Regions from separate parts of the Mus musculus genome. Here region 2 is linked to region 1. Evidence: chromatin contacts called from public HiChIP or PLAC-seq data. All regions are on one chromosome and are shown on one strand. Each heading gives the region's core, a stretch centred on a gene start, on an enhancer-like site or on the middle of the called end of the contact. The rest is flanking DNA. Distances are from core to core; before and after follow the strand shown. Region 1 has its middle 11 kb from the start of Epgn. Region 2 overlaps Rassf6 (Ras association (RalGDS/AF-6) domain family member 6).

The links. HiChIP or PLAC-seq counts read pairs in DNA pulled down with a chosen protein or histone mark.
Region 2: a contact with region 1 is called in a FOXA1 HiChIP or PLAC-seq map of pancreatic cancer cells. The contact joins two enhancer-like sites.

Annotation. Positions count from the first base shown.
Region 1 is chr5:91,035,448-91,041,164 of GRCm38.p6, reverse strand. No RefSeq gene overlaps it. Among named protein-coding and RNA genes, the nearest start is that of Epgn, 11 kb to the right of the region's middle. Within about 2 kb of position 2,349, at least 64 of the 459 cell types and tissues checked have an H3K27ac peak or open chromatin away from gene starts, as enhancers often do. A contact at or near this core is called in pancreatic cancer cells, where this site is marked.
Region 2 is chr5:90,619,094-90,624,810 of GRCm38.p6, reverse strand. All of the region lies in intron 2 of Rassf6 (Ras association (RalGDS/AF-6) domain family member 6), which reads left to right. Among named protein-coding and RNA genes, the nearest start is that of Rassf6, 19 kb to the left of the region's middle. Within about 2 kb of position 2,875, at least 32 of the 459 cell types and tissues checked have an H3K27ac peak or open chromatin away from gene starts, as enhancers often do. A contact at or near this core is called in pancreatic cancer cells, where this site is marked.

The DNA.
Region 1 (5,717 bases), core at 1,100-3,599:
CAAGGTCACAGCTAGAACTTCCATGTCTGGATGGACTAAGTGACTCTGCCTTGGTTTGACTTGGAAATCCCCCCAGCATGCATTTTGAACACAGTCCCCAGCTTAAGGGGCTCATTTGTTAATTCAAAAGATTTTAGTTAGTAGGTGGGCTCTGGGTGACAAAAGTGGGATGGTCCTTTGGACCAGGCTGCTTCTCTTGTGTTCTCTCAGTAACCCCGAGAAGAGTCATAACCATGTGCTCTGACCACCAACACTGCCATAGGCACACTCACTCCTGTAGCCATGCCCTCTCCTCCAAGATAGGCAGAAGTTTCTCTGAAACCATGGGTCAAAATAAACCTTTGCTCTCTTATGGTGCACTGCCGAGTATTTTGTTCTCCGTACAGCTTGCTCATCCTCAGGCAGGCTACTACAGTTACGTAGCTGGTGTTTCACAAACCTAAGATTTCATTCTGCTAGTTTGGGAATAAAGTCTGAGACAGAGATAAAGTGGCCTCTGATAAAGAATGCTACTAAAAATTCCAGGGCTGATTTTTCACTGCTCTAGTTAGTTAAAATCCCGGCCTCTCCTTTAAAGGCCATACCTAGTATTGAAGGTGATGGAATATTCTGTTTGACACCTAAACTTAGGTATGCAGAAAAACACAACCTAAACCTTTACACACGGCAGAGGGAAATGGAAAAATCTAAGCGATCTTCAGAAAGGGTGCCACTGGGATGCAAAAAAACAAACAAACAAGCAACTATCATTTCTGGCAAAGTTCTATATATTGCCTTAGCCCTGCAAAGGCAAAACACTGGAGAATGGATGCTTGCCGAGCTCTAAGAAGCATCTGATAGCTAGCATGCTTACTTACCTACCACTCAGGAAATTGGGACTGGTACTGCCCTGCAGAAGGGGCTGTCTGTCCAGCACACAGTTCCTGATTCTGGTGCTTGTGGTAGCTATGGTATTTGCATAATTTCAGGCTCAAGGCAGGACAACTGATGGCACCACCTCTCCTGTCTCCTATAGACTTCCTTTAGTCTGATGGCACCATCTTTCTATTGAGTGTTTAGGGAACTCTTAACCAACTTCTTGCCACTAAAACAAGCACAGGTTAGGCTAATTTCCTCACATTTGAGCTGTGAGTCAAACCCAGGCTCAAAAGTGTTCCAAATACAAACTCCATTACTAAACCCCACCTTCTAGACCAGTTTGGGCCAATTTACTGCCAAATTTGTTGCACTGAATAAAAATCATTTCTCCATCACTTGATTAAACATTAACAGTTTTCTCAGAGCATAAGAAAAGGGGTAGGTGAGTCGTGAAGAGAGTAGGGACAACTGCACCTCCGTATTAGCTCAAGAAGTCAGCAATGAAGGGCGGAAAATATGTTACGTTTGTTAGTTTACTTAAGAAAATTCTGCTTGCAAGGTCTTCTAGTCATTTATAGCTTGATAAAGGAATGAACAAGCAATATGAGAACAGGAATTTGAATCCACAGTAATAAGAGGCCTTGGAATTGTGTCCTTGTGACTTTTACCAAAATTTGGGTAGATAAGAAAGTTAATGACAATTCCATGGGAGAGAGCCAACCCCTGTCACTATTAATGATACTCTGCTGTGCTTGCAGATAAGAGCCTAGCATAGCTGTCATCTGAGAGACTTCATCCAGCAGCAGATAAAAACAGATGCAGAAACCCACAGCCAAACATCAGATGGAACCTGGGGAGTATTGAGGAAGACTGGGAGATAGGAATAAGTGAGCCCAGGGGTTCAAGGACACCACAAGAAGACCTACCGAGTTAACCAACTTGATCCCATGGGAGCTCATAGAGACTGAACCACCAATCAAAAAGTATGCAGGGGCTGGACCTAGGTCCCTTACACATCTCTAGCAGATATGCTGCTTGGTCTACATGTGGGTCTCCTAACAATTGGAGCTGGGCTGTCTCTGACTCTGTTGCCTGCCATTGGATCTCCTTCCCCTAGCTGGACTGTCTTGCTATGAACAGATGTCCCAAGGTGAAGTGGTATGCAAGGGGAAGGGGGTAACAGGAGGAGGGATTTATGAGGGTGAGACTGGGCAGGGAGGAGGGGCGCTGTGTATAAAGTAAGTTAATGAAAAACAATTGACTAATATTATTAAGGGTAACAGTCGAAAGGAGGAGTTAATAAAGATATTTATATCAGTTGTGGGGCATGGGGGATGGGAGAAGCTGGTGTCAGGCTTTGAACTGGGAGGTGACTTTAGCAGGCTAACTCGCTGAGAAGACACACCCAGCATGTATTGTAGCAGGAAGCAGCTAGGGATGTGGGCAGGGCAGTGTCTGAGTCATCAGCTGGCACCTTGCCAGCTCCCAGGTGAGTGTGGCTTCTCCTAGCAGGTACATTCCTGGGCAACTCTTTGATCTGAGGTTTTTCTCTGCCCTGTGAGGTTTGCAGTGCAACAGGGCCCTCTACAGGCCTCCTGGTAATTAAATTAAGATGAGGAAAGACCATAACACTAATCCAAACAACCAAGTTGGCAGATTTAAAGGCTCCTAGGAACCTTGAATTGGCAGCTTAAGCCCTGGGGGCCGGTAGCTTTGGAGGATGCAAGCATTCCTAACCACAGCTATGCAAGACAGTTTTCTGCCTTCTCTTCACTAGAAAATACCTTGGCTTCTAAATGTGGGCTTGATGTAAAACAAACACATGGAAGCCAAAGGAGATAATGTCTGTGGGTGGGATCCTCCTGATAACTCTCAGAGTGTTTTTTTATTTTTCTTATAGCCATTTAATAGAATTTCATATCCAAAGGACTCCATGGAGTTAAGCAGCCCCAGGACTGCGTGAGAAGCCTTGTACCTAGAGTGACACAGATATTGTTTTTATATCTCAAATTGTTGCCTTAATCAAGTCCATCAAAATTTAATATTTTTCTCTAAGGAACAATTTGGATAAGGGTAGGACTGAAGGTAATGGAGAGGAAGACGGGGTCTACTGAATTCTACTGACAGCTTGGATGCTTTACTTCTTGTCTCTGATCACCAACCTCAGTCAAGGGCACCCATGGAAGTTAACAGTGCCAGGTGACACTTGTCCACAGATCAACGAGGAATATTCTCAAGTGATCCTTTTATCCCTTGAGTCTTGAGGATAAGCCAGGCTTTGTTTCCAGTCTCCAGTCTGTGGACTCTCCTGTTGGCAGGCTCTTCTCTCCTGTTCTGGCCCCACCCTGACACTGGTATGCACATCTTAATCTGAAGATGACAGTAGGGAATTTCTGTGGTTGGTCCATGACAAAGGCTATTATGTCTATTATAAAGAAAAGAACTGGTTTTCATTTGTAGATCACTTGGCCACCTCTCTAGGTTCACCAAGAATATGAATTTTCCATACCCTGTCGGGAGAGATCCCCTAGGCTATGGCAAAGAGAAAGAGCTGAATGTTGTGTGTCCTTGAACAAGTCTGCACAATTAAATGTGTGTCTGTTGGGTTAATTAAAAGCCTTGGAAATGATTATAAATGGCAGTGCTAGGACACTAGTATGCTCCCTTGATTTGTTAAAGAACTTTATATTGATTCAATACCTTTGTGCAAATTTAAAAGTATAGAGATGCCATTCTTTCCAAAAAAAAGATCTACAGCATGATTTGTTGTTTTTAATTTTTAAAATTTTGTTGACGTTGTTGTTGTTGATGTTGTTGTTGTTGATGTTGATGTTGTTTTTGTTTTTTGTCTTTAAGACAGTCTAGATAAGTAACCCAAACTGGCCTTGAAGATTTGAGATTGTCCCTCTGCCTTCTAAATGCTGAGATTACAGACCCACCACTAATCCTGGCATCTCATTAGCCACTCCCTGAGGACAAGCCACATGGTTAGCTGTAGCTACTTGCCTTTGATCTTAACTGCATTTCAATCTACATACATCTATGCTCCTGTATCTGAGGCACAAAAACGAGAATGAAGGGCCACAAGGTGTTGAGATAAGACTGGACTGAGCGAGGCTGTCCAACTCCTTATCATGTAATCGAATTCCTACCCCCGATGAGCTGTTTCTTCGGAAGCAGCAGGTATTCCCTCATTTAGGTTATGGAGCGAAGTGAAATAAAACAACAGAACACATTTTTTTAAAACACGGGTCTTCTCAAGACTGGAACATGGGTCGCTAGTTGCTCAGAGTCTCCCAAGGTCACCGATTGATTTGAATAATTAACAGAACTATCATCCAGAACTTGAAAAGTATGCTCTTCAATGTGCTACTGGATAGATCTGTGCCAAAGGTTTGGACAGAAATGTGGACTCACCCAGCTTAGCAATGCCAGACTCTGACAAATTCAATTTCAACACTTCCACTGCATCTTGGCAGAAGTTCCTATCTGATGTCATCAGTCAATGATGTAAGGTAGAAAGAGTGGTATTTTGCAATAGGGCTTCTGGTAACCCTTCCCATATGTGTGGGTTGCAAGCTATCAATATTTATATCACACGCAAGATAGCATGTAACATTTTGTAACGTCAAGAAGTTAGTTGGTTTATTCACAAGTCTTTGGCACACGAGCACTGTCCTTGTGTTCAACATCAACAATTTAAATTGTTGATGTTTGTCTTATTTTCATAAGACATTGTTTTTCAATTAAATATAATGAAGGAAAATCTTACTGACATCACCAAAGTGAATATGTCAAAACTGAAGGATTAGATCTGTATGGTGGCAGGAAATTCTAAAAGACGGGTCAGTTTATAATTTCATCCTATGAAAACATGATTATAGGAAAAGTTAACTCGGGATACAGTGACAAGCTGTTGTAAATCATTTTTTTTTGTAAAGTTAATAGCTTTGTATGGGTACTATTACAGGATTTGCGCCACCCCTACCATAGTCTAAAGTACATAATGAAGTACTTATGAATGTGGCTGACCAAAGGATGTACTCTCACAGAACTGACATAGAGGCAGACATGGCAGGAGGCAAAGGCAGAATGGAAGGAAATTCAATTTCTTGGACTGACTGGTTTTGTCACAAACACCATAAACACATCACTGATGATCCACCTACATAGCTGAAAACATAGTTCTGAGGCAAAGGTTTTATTGAGTTGTTCGTCTCAGAATCTTATTGTATACGTATTTCAGCTTTTTGTATGTGCACAGATGTTGCCAGATGTCCCTTCGGCTCCATGGGTATGTCAGAGAATCTTTTCTGAAAAGGCAACCCCTGTTGTTAGATCATAAGAAGCTCATAATCAGATAACTTTCATAAATTCTAGTCTAGGTTTTTGTGTTGTTTAGCTCGGTGTGTTTTATAGTGTTAATAAATAGCTCTCTGTGAGTGAAGAAGATTGAATTGCGTGTTACTGGTTTTCGGAGGGAAGGGGTTGTTTTGTTTTGGTTAACATTTTGATTTGATTATCTGGAAGTCAACTTCTGATGTTCTAATTTGAGGTTATTATGTCTGAAACATGTAAGCACTTACAGACAGTAAATGTGGGTGACCATTTACGGTATCTCTTGCCTTTCCTCAAGAGGAAGTCCTTGGTCAACTGAAAGTAGGCCTGCAATGTTTCTTCCTGGACTCTCCTCAGCTTTTCTACCTCTTTTGAAATGCTCAGGAAGAGGTAGCTTTCTAGGTGTGGTTACTGGAGTCACTGGGTGGAACCAGCACTCCCCACCCCTTGGCGTGATGTAACCTTGCACATGCAGAAAGTGCTGACATGGAAAGCAGCTGCATTCCATTCCTTCTGCAGGA
Region 2 (5,717 bases), core at 1,626-4,125, 420 kb after region 1:
CCTTCTGAGATCCATCCTCTTCGAGCTATCAGACGTTCCTCTCTTAACGTGTTTCCATTATCTTGGCTAAACCCTCCAAAGATTTCTTGCTGTGCACATTCCTCAGAAAACCTTCAGAGGCTGGCAGGATCTCTAGAACCTCATTTTGAGCCGCGACCTTTCCTTCAGAAGTGCCCGAGTAGCCCTACACTCAAATCACACATTTGTTTCTGCCTGGAATCTCTTCCTCGCTCTTCCTCTGGCTGGAGGGTCCAGTTACTGAAGTCTCGGCTTACTATCTCAGACCTCCTGAGCCCCGTCTCTCACAAGTCTTCTTCCTAAGCTCGGAGAATCGTGTTTTCTTCTCAGAGATCTTACCCTCTAACAGATTATGGTGTTTCTCGTTCTCTCTCTCTCTCTCTCTCTCTCTCTTTTTCTTCCTTGCTCTCTGCCACAAAGTTATTCTCATCTCAGAAGCCTCCACACTTTGTTCAAGGCTGTACCCTGCTTCTACTACACCTGACACACTTCAGTCCCTCACCAGAGTCCCACTACATAGAACTAAGTATGTAACCAGCCCCAAAGACCTTGCTCGAGCTTCATTATGACTTCACGTGCGTTGTCCTCGGGTCCTGCGTTCTCATCAAGGGGTGAAATGACGGTCCACTTGGTAAAAATCTATTTTGACGCACATACGAATTTAGAGTCATCAGAAGCAATCAGTGCAGTTCTAGTCAGAATGACTACACATCTGAACTGACACTCTCCCCATAGAGAGCCTCCCCCCTCTTTTAACATGAGTTAAACCTGGGTTCTCAGTGCTGTAGATGTAAAAAGAGGGGGGACCCCAAAGTGGGAATCCCCCAGCTGCACTGGCTTCACTGAGGACCTGTTAGGCATGCAGATTCTTACCCATAAGCCTGAGGAGGATTCAACAAAAGAGGTTCCTTAGTTCTAGGCCAACCTGGGCTACATAGTGTGACCCTACTCAAAAAGAAGGCCAAAAAGACTTAGCATTCGAAGCACTAGAAGAGGAAATGTTCCATCTTTCTATCCTGTCCACACCTTGTATGGTTTAGTAGCATCTCTCCAAGTAGCAAGAGCTCTCTCTCCTGGGGTAGAGTTTGCACAGTTGAAACATCTGTCTGAGACTTTCTTGTATTTACCACCTAGTTCTCCACCTCCCAGGCCCTGTGCAGGGGCAACTCTTCATCCTCTAGCATAGATTTTTCTAGAGAAGCAAGGAGTTCCACCTCTTTGAAAAGGACAGAAGCCTCGGGGCATGTGCGCCTGTGCAGGACTCTGATGTCAAGGGAGGCAACATTTACTGCAGTTAAGAGGGCCCTCTGCCCCCCAGCCTCCCAGCTTCCTGACTTTGGAACCCAATCCCTTCATTTGCAATGGAAATGGGCTAACCTACTTTGCTAGTAAAGGAAGGTCTGTGTGCCAGGAGGTAAGGCACTCTTTCTTCCATGTCCCAGCCAGAAAAAGAGGCCCACAGCAAAGAGACCTGGCACCCAGAGTCCCTTCTGGGAGAGGCCCTGATGAAGTGTGTGATTTCAGTTCCAGGATTCCAGGAGGTAGTGAGGGTAAAGTGGGTTCTGAGCCAATGCTTACAGACACCAGTTCCTTAAAATGACAGCGTTAGCTGCCTTACTGATCCGGATTTATTTTCTGGAGTAAATCATATCTCCTGATTCTACCTTTCCAGAGGCAGGCAACCATTTATACTATGAATTGTGGATGTCAATTGTGGAAAATCACGAATATATTGTATACTTAATGCACAGTTTGTAAAGTGTGCAGCTCTACAACCCACAAAATAACACAAACTTAATACCAGCAGTAGCTGATTCTAATAGACTTATATGTTTAACTCTTAGGGGGTTTTTAAGATTTATTTTATTTGTACATGTGCATTTTGTGTGTGTGTGTGTGTGTGTGTGTGTGTGTGTGTGTGTGTGTGTGTGTGTATGCTTGCAAACAAGGACCAGAAGTTTGAGAGCCCCTGAAACCTCAGTTATAGGCAGCTGTGAGCCCACCTGATATGAATGCTGGGAATTAAACTTCAGCCTCTGGTACAGCTCTTAACCTCTAAGCCATCTCTCCAATTCATAGTTGTTTTATAAAACAAAATACAAAATGTTTTAAATTAAGCATTTTGAACTGACCATAGGAAATTGTTAAATAATCTCATTGCTAAAATGTAATATTATGAACACAGTCCACAAAGTAAAGAAAACTAAATGTGAAAATCAAAAAGGTGGGGGTGTTCATATTCGACTCTGGATGAAACAGTCCTGCTCTATAACATGGAAAGATCCACAAAGAATGTCACCCAATGTCAACTTCAAGCTACAGTTCAGTGATCGACTTAACCACCAACATTTTCCAACAAGTCCTTCAGAGAGTGCCACAGATGTAGGGGACATAGCCATGCGTGGCCATGGACCTTACTTGGTACATGATAGTCTCAGAGGTTCACGTTGGGTTATAGCATGTGACAATATCTGTACTTTGTTCATGTTGAATCCAATTTATAAGGATCAAGAATGGAAGAGGGCTCCTTGGTTTCCAGGGAAAGCATAGAAGAACCACCTTATAGGTGCTTTGAACAACTGGAAAAACAAGAGGGGTTGCTATGTTACAACTCAAGTTTGACATCTGTGCATCTCTGGATATGAGGTATAGCTCTCTTCTTCCCATGGTCCTGCCTCATGTTCATGTTTGTTGCATTTGACAAAACTGTGTAAGTGCTTCTTCTAGACAGCTGAATTGTACCGCAAGAAGAGGAATTCATTTCTTGCTAAGTGGCACACGTCATGTTGTGGGTAGCTCCCATCTGCTGAGTGGCTGCAGCTCCAGCCGCAAGGTACAAAGTGCATGTTAGCATCTACAGTTCAGCTGCAGATGCTATTAGTCACTGAAGCCAAGCAGGACTTGAGGGACAGACACCTTGAGTGAAACACACCCTTGGGGCCCCTCCTTCCTGTGCCAGTTCCTCCAGAGCTTGCTAGAGTTATGGCTTGCTTTCCTCCAGAACCCATGCTAGAGAATTCTAGGCCCCCTCAGCACCTCCCGTAATCCCCGCCTCGAAGTGCCAGTGTCAGGGTGCCAATTTCTATGGTGGAAGCTACTGGGCCCATGAGTTCCTTCAGATAGAAGTTGAGTTTGTATAGAAGCTTGACATTTCTCAGTTTAGTAAAAGCATCTTTCCCTTGATGCAGAGTGTGAAGATGCCCTTAAAAACACATGGTATGTACTGTGAGGTAATATTTTACATTCCAAAAGAAATCTCAGATTTCCCCAGAAAGTCAAGATTTGATGACTCATTCAGATGAGTTTCAATCTTATTTTTGTTTCTTTGCCATCTCTGTGGGCTTCTAGACATTCCCAGGTTTATTAAAAGATAAAAATAAAAAATGTTAAAAAGACCAGATGTGTAACTGTTCTGTAAGCAACCATTTTAGAGATTTATCAAAGTATTTGAATGGCCGTGGTCTGTGTTAGGCGAGGACCTATTTGAAAGCTGAGGCAGAAAGAGGCACAACTTCTTTTTATTTGTTAAGAATGGGTCCATTTAAGGGGGCTCTTAAAATCCTGCTTTAAAAAAAAAAACAAAACAAACAAACCAACAACAAAAAAAACCTTGATAGCACTTTTTATGTCCTAGCCATTAGTGTGCTTATTGCAGTTATTTGAAACTCCCTCTAGATTCCAGGTCATCCATATATATGGGACATTCACTCATCTTCCTAGCCTTGATCCTGAGCCTCATTGTTATGATGGCCTCAATCTACCCTGCTGCCTCCACGTTGCCTTGGACTAAAATCTGCCTGCACTGCTGTACCTACTAGCTTTAGTATTGGCCTGTCTTCCTCTCGACTAGAACTTCACCAGTTTCCCATTGCCCAGAGGATGAATCTAAGTTTCTTAAAGCGCCCATTCTTATAAATCCCTGGGACATCCTCAGAGCTGCTCATATAGACTGCAGAAATGATAATATGCTTTGGTAATGTTCCCCTGACCTGATTGGCTTTTCTGGTTGAGTTATTGCCCACCCAGGTTCACCACAGGGACCATCTTGTGCTCACCTTCAACACATGACTTGGGTTTTTGGACTGTGCTCACATAGTGATTCTACTATGTATAATTAAATGGCATTGGGTCAGGTGTTCTGTTACTATGCTTCATTTGAATTTGCAGACACGGAGGACTAAGTCCTGACCCTCTTATAACCCTAGTTTCAACTAATCAACCTGGTATATTAGTGTAATCATAAGCTAACATTTCTTCCCAATGTTATGTCCACCCATCCTTCATTGGGTCCGTAAACTGAAATTGCCTTTCTGGTGAGATGCACAGAGTTAAAAAGGCCTTTGTAGAATGCATTAACCTCTGCTCAGGGACAGAGCATTTCCACTGCATGGTCCTGAGTGATGCTTCAAAGACTTGCACCATTCCACACATGGGGTTTTGCCAGAAGCTGAGGGGTGAGATTACATAAAGCTCCGTGTGCTTTCATAACGATGCTCTGAGCTCAGCATATCTGGACCTGCATCCCTAGTGAACCTGAACTTCTTTGTGCTGCTCTGGCACAAAAGCTTAAAAAGGACAAGCATGCATTTTAGTGGTAGTACAATTTCAAAGGAAGTATCTCACAGTAAGGACCCTAAAGGATCAGAGTAGCCGGTGAGATTTAGAACAGAAATCTTCTTTAACATAAAAAAAATTGAAGTAAGCCATTTGGGAAGGGAAACCCTGGAGGCCTTCACTGGAATTCTTTCTAGGGTCATTGCCCGGAATGTGTGGACCCCTGGAAATGTGCATGCTGGAAATGGCAAGTGAGGAAAAGTGAGTCTGAAAAGCATGTTGTTCTGATTCCAACGTGTAGAAACAGCGTGCATAGAGCCTGTTGTTCAGTGTTCAGTCCGTGTTTGTTGAATAGCAGCTTCTAATAAGCAAGCATCCATTCTGATCAGCAGGAAAGGTCAGCAAGTGAAACCAAGCTGATAGCTCTCGTGGCCCATATGAGAATGGCAAAGGTGTCTGAGGATCAAGGAGATAGAATGGTTTTCAATAAAGAGGTCTGCACAAAATAAGCTTTTTCTCCTTTATCTTGTTACTATTGCTTTTTGTCTTTTGTTTGGTTGGTTTTTAGAAGAGGCTATTCTGATAAGTTTACTTAACCAGTGTTGACTGGTTGTCTACCATGCACTAAACACTCTACTACCGGGGACTGAAAATCTGAACAAAACTTCCAAACATGCCAGCCTCAAGGTGCTTTGTTCTTGTGGGGAAGACAGTACACACAACTAATAAGTTTACAGCCAGACATGGTGGCTCATGCCTTTAATGCTGGCACTTTGGAGGCAGAAGCAGGTGGATCAATAGAAATTCAAGGCTGGCCTGGTCTACACAGTGAATTACAGGCCATCCAAGGCTGCAATAGTAAGACTTGTCTAGGGCTGGAGAGATGGCTCAGAAGTTGAGAGCACTGGCTGCGCTTCCAGAGGTCCTTAGTTCGATTCCCAGCAACTACATGGTGGTTCACAACCATCTGTAGTGTGATCTTGGCACCCTCTTCTGGTGTGCAGGCATATTTGCAAGCAGAACACTGTGCATGATAAATAAATAAATACATACATACATATATAAATACATAAATACATAAATATATCTTTAAAGACTTGTCTCAAAAGAAAAAAAGAAAAGAACAGGAAAGAGAAATAGGAGAG